2 separate regions of the Arabidopsis thaliana genome follow, and region 1 is linked to region 2. Evidence: chromatin contacts called from public capture Hi-C data. All regions are on one chromosome and are shown on one strand. The core of a region is the stretch at or near the end of the contact, and the rest is flanking DNA. Distances in the headings are between cores, read along the strand shown.

Evidence for each region. Capture Hi-C pulls out chosen DNA fragments and counts their contacts.
Region 1: a capture Hi-C map of seedling shows a contact between it and region 2, with 1.7 times the contacts expected there. A contact is called at or near these places in 1 of 26 Hi-C or Micro-C datasets (root) and 1 of 3 other capture datasets (seedling).

The regions. Positions count from the first base shown.
Region 1 is chr1:7,447,213-7,449,912 of TAIR10.1, reverse strand. It overlaps AT1G21280 (Copia-like polyprotein/retrotransposon), which reads left to right and starts at 1,430. Exons shown (of 1, transcript NM_101980.3): 1 at 1,430-2,423. The coding sequence starts at 1,510. The coding sequence ends at 2,223. WAK2 (wall-associated kinase 2) reads right to left here. Exons shown (of 3, transcript NM_101979.4): 3 at 1,430-2,700. The coding sequence ends at 2,568. It also overlaps the pseudogene AT1G21286.
Region 2 is chr1:7,308,962-7,311,661 of TAIR10.1, reverse strand. emb1507 (U5 small nuclear ribonucleoprotein helicase) reads left to right here and starts at 1,391. Exons shown (of 5, transcript NM_101949.5): 1 at 1,391-1,576; 2 at 1,732-2,700. The coding sequence starts at 1,748.

The sequences.
Region 1 (2,700 bases), core at 181-2,680, 140 kb before region 2:
TTGAAGTGTTTTCGTGTTTTTTGAATCCATATTGGTACATTATCAATGTCATATGGAATTAGATTCGTCAACTGAAATTTTGCATAAGAGCTCTAAATTTGGTTATTTGACTACTGGTTAGTATAACAACTATAGATGATGCACAAAATATTCTCTCAATACATAATTTGATGAGGCAATTACAAAGAAGTAGGATTCATGTTTTACAAACAAAAGACATGTGTGAATTTGTCAGAGCTCCGATGTCCAATATTCTTGATGCTGTCATAACTACGGCTACTGGTATCTCCCTGTGTTGATAATATTCGAACACCGAGCAAGTGTTCAATCTCCCTTGTCTCAGGATACTGATTATGTTTTAATTGTTTTGACTTTCAAGGTCTCTAACTCTGCAGCTACTTCGTTCATCCTTGGCCTTTCCTGTACCCTCAATCGCAAACTTCATATTCTCCTTCTCTTTTTCTCTCTAAATTGGTTTCTCTCATCTCTCCAAAGCATCTGCTTCTTAAATATAAGAAAACACACTCCATTCTTGAGATGTTCTCTTGACTTGGTTCCGTTGACTTGTCCCCACTTTCTCCTACATTAAGGTCCTTAAAGAAAAACACATTACAAAGAGGCAATAGTTTCAACATGTTCGGGTGAGATAGAGACGCAGATATCGTGTATGAGTCATTGAGTCCACATCGGCGACAAAACTCTTTCTCGTCTGCAATTCCATGGAGCCTAACTCTTCTGATGTCTTTTTTCCTACATTGTACTAGAAAATGAAGAAGGGTTGAAGAATGGGTGGGAGAGATTTTGGGGCAAAAATGATTTCACCAGCCTTGTTGGTGCCAGGAGAAGTCATATTGACCAAAGGGAAAGGAAGCTCAAATGTTTGCTTGGACCAACATGTTTCTTGACATTCTCTAGTATCCACAAATCAAAACTAGAGAAGCTTAAAGGGTTTCTAGCAATGGAAGCTAACTTCCCTTTGTATTCTATCAATATTGATTCACACTCCCGAACCAAAACATCCCTAGGCACTTTGATAAAACTTAGCCTCTCATATCTAACATGAAAACACACAATCACCATTCACCGGATCCATTCTTAGTCTAGGGGCCCAAGCACCATAATAGATGGAACCATAGATGCAAAGTCCCTTGGTTACACGGTAATAAGGAGCTTTGGTAAACTGATTACGTGTTTTTGATGTTTCTTGTCCTCCAAAACCAAGATACAGGTCATGTGAAGACACCAGGTTCAACGCTTTGATTAATGACCAACAAGATCATATCCCAATGATGCGCGGGGTCCTTTAATGGGTAAGGTAATCCCTGAAACTTTGGGCTAGGGAGGGGAAATACAAGGCCCATTAAGCCCAACTGTTTACAAAAAATTGCGACTTTTCTTATTTTGGAAAATTATTTCTTTATTTGAGACTAAAAAAGTCAAAATCGAAAGGGATACAAAGCAAGCCCTAGGATTTGGAAGCAGAGAGAGACTCTCAGAGCAGCGACGACAATGGCGGAAACTATCAAGAGCGTATCTCCAACATCAGACCCCGATTCACCGTATTATCTCCCTCCCGATATTCATCATCCCTCCGATTTCTCTATCCAAAAACTCAGCAAAGACGAAGACAACTACGTCGCCTGGAAAATTCGATTTCGCTCTTTCCTCCGAGTCACGAAAAAATTCGGGTTTATCGACGGTACTCTCCCGAAGCCAGACCCTTTCTCTCCGCTCTATCAGCCATGGGAACAATGCAACGCAATGGTTATGTATTGGCTGATGAATTCGATGACCGATAAGCTTCTAGAATCTGTTATGTACGCGGAGACTGCTCATAAAATGTGGGAAGATCTCAGACGTGTATTCGTTCCTTGTGTTGATTTGAAGATTTATCAGCTTCGTCGGAGACTCGCGACGCTCAGGCAAGGTGGTGACTCTGTTGAGGAGTATTTTGGGAAATTGAGTAAAGTTTGGATGGAGTTGTCGGAGTATGCTCCTATACCGGAGTGTAAATGCGGTGGTTGCAATTGCGAGTGTACTAAACGAGCTGAAGAGGCGAGAGAGAAGGAGCAGCGTTACGAGTTTTTGATGGGGTTGAAGTTGAACCAAGGCTTCGAGGCTGTGACGACAAAAATCATGTTCCAGAAACCTCCTCCGTCACTTCACGAAGCTTTCGCTATGGTCAAAGATGCAGAATCGATGATGAAGTGGTACAGTAGATGAAGAATTTAGGAAGCAGGTTTATGATCATAACTTTTCTCTTCTTTGCCTATGTTTTTTTTTGGGATTCTAGTGTTTCTTATTGAGATGTGTTTGAAGCTATATCTGTATATTATCAATCTCATATGGAATTAGATTTTTATGAACTAAAATTTAACACAAGAGTTTTAAATTTGCCAATAACCAGATCGGTTACTGGTTAGTATACCAAGTAAAGGAAAATATGAACATGATTATTGATGATGTACAAACAAATCTGTCAAAGCATTATTGATGAAGCAACAAGGAAATGACTTTCTTTTTTTACAAACAAAAGATATACATGTGATTTTGTCAGAGCATTAATATCAACGGCCAGCTTCAATGTCCAATGTTGTTACATTTCTGATGCTGTCATAGCCAATGCTGCTACTGGTTTCGCCTTGTGCTGACAAGATTTGAACGCCGAGCAAGTGTTCAATCTCCCCTGTCTCACGATAC
Region 2 (2,700 bases), core at 142-2,641:
TTACTTGTAAAAATTTGTCATTAACAACCGTAAGTGATAATCGGTAGTTAAATATTCCTTCCATATATACTAATCAAATGCAGCGGTTAAATAATTGATAGGAAAAAAAACAGCATAGGCATTGTTACTTTGTGTTTACACTTTTGAATAAAAAGTATTATTAAGTAAAACAAATAAATAATAAAAAATATTATTAAATCTTGGAATAAAGTACACCAATTTTGTCATAAATAATTAACTCCGGCAAAACTTTAAAGATAATGGAGCCACACTATGTCACATGATCGATGCTCCCTCTAATCCGCAATAGGTGCTTACATGGATGTTTAAACCGAATTTAGGCGGACGAGAGTTCTTAGTTGTTTATATATACGTAATTTGTTTTGTTGTATATGTGCAGTAACAAAAATAACATCGCTTTAAAACAAAAAAAATTGAAGTGGTTTAGCATAATTTTAGATATTAATTAATCTTGGTAAACTCTTAAAAAAACAGTTTTGTTTTAGAATATTAAACAAAAATACATAATTGAATATGATGCTCTTGTTACGTGGATTTCCACACATGGCCTTTTTGGGACATTTTGATTTTCCACGTCTCAATATTTCACACGCCTACTTATGTGATGACTGATGCGTGATTAGTCAATTTTCTGTATTAAATTACTGTTTTGTTTGTTTGTCACCATTCTCTGTATTTCCTTAAAGAGTAAAAGAAAGTAAAAATTTAGTCACCGGTTGAGTTTTTTTCTTTCCAAACAAGAGTTTTAATGATGGAGTGAGTTTTTCTTGTACTTTGTCATGTTGTTATGGTAGTTGATTCTTGTTATATCGATATATAACATGAGAACTCTTTTTAATACAAAACTATAAATTATACGTGTTGCATGTTTGAAAACTATATTATCACTAAGATCAATAGATCTCTTTAGAGATTTGACAAAAATAAACAAAGACATATATATAAATTTTTTGGATATTTTTATGGACTGCCCAGTTTTCACATGATAACACATGAACCTTCGTCTCATATACATGTGCCATCTTTTACTAATCTAAGATTGCATTCAAAGTAATCAGCCTCCATGTCATTGTCACCATTTAAAGTTTTTCCCATTCCTTGTTCATTATTACACACACATTATATTTGTCAGCGATTATTAATGTTGAGGTATTAATATTTTGACAATTTTAATTCTTATAATAAACAAAAACACTTGCATTCATTCTCAAATTAACAAACGCAAAAGAAAGCATGAGACCATTGTCTTATTACGTTGGGCTTAGGAAGTATGTACAGGCCCAGCCCAATCCATGTACAGAGTCGGTTTCGTTATTGGATCCATAGTTTCAAAACGGCATCGTTAAAGTTTTCCACCTTAAGGCGGTATCGCTAGCTTATAGAAAGAATTCGCAGTCGAATAAACGAAGGAGTGTCTCCTTTAGTCATTTAGGTCGATTATTAGGAGATAGAGGACGTGAGAAGGGAGAGATCTGAGTCTCCTACTAGGGTTTCTTCTACTGGATTGATTCGTTGCAGAGAGTGAAGCTAAGAAGAGATTTTCGTAGCTGTTTCTGTAAGTTTTTTTTAATCTCCGTTTCCTCGATTTGGGTGTGGTTTTATTAGGGTTTATCATCTCTGGGAGCTTCTTCGTTTCACTTTTGGTTCGTTTCTTCGATTTGAGGTTAACATTGTGTATTTTTTTTTGTTCCTGTTTGATTTGGTTTCTAGGTTTTCGGATTGGTAGATGGCGAACTTGGGAGGCGGTGCGGAAGCACATGCCAGGTTCAAGCAGTATGAGTACAGAGCCAATTCTAGTCTGGTGTTAACTACTGATAATAGACCTCGGGATACTCATGAGCCTACAGGAGAACCGGAAACTCTGTGGGGGAAAATCGATCCGAGGTCTTTTGGTGACCGTGTTGCTAAGGGAAGGCCTCAGGAGTTGGAGGATAAGCTGAAAAAGTCTAAGAAGAAGGAACGTGATGTTGTAGATGATATGGTAAATATTAGGCAGAGTAAGAGGCGGCGTCTAAGGGAAGAGAGTGTGCTGACTGATACTGATGATGCGGTTTATCAGCCGAAGACTAAGGAGACGAGGGCTGCTTATGAAGCCATGCTTGGTCTTATCCAGAAGCAGTTGGGTGGGCAACCTCCGAGTATTGTTAGTGGTGCAGCGGATGAGATTTTGGCTGTTCTCAAGAATGACGCATTTAGAAACCCTGAGAAAAAGATGGAGATTGAGAAGTTGCTGAACAAGATTGAAAACCATGAGTTTGATCAGCTTGTTTCCATTGGAAAGTTAATCACGGACTTCCAAGAGGGTGGTGATTCTGGTGGTGGTAGAGCTAATGATGATGAAGGGCTTGATGATGATTTGGGCGTGGCTGTTGAATTTGAGGAGAATGAAGAAGATGATGAGGAAAGCGATCCTGATATGGTTGAAGAGGATGATGATGAGGAGGATGATGAGCCTACCAGAACTGGAGGCATGCAGGTTGATGCAGGGATAAATGATGAGGATGCAGGAGATGCCAATGAGGGCACAAATCTTAATGTTCAAGACATTGATGCATATTGGCTCCAGAGAAAGATCTCTCAAGCGTATGAACAGCAGATTGATCCACAACAATGCCAGGTACTCGCAGAAGAGCTACTAAAGATACTCGCTGAAGGGGATGATAGGGTTGTTGAGGACAA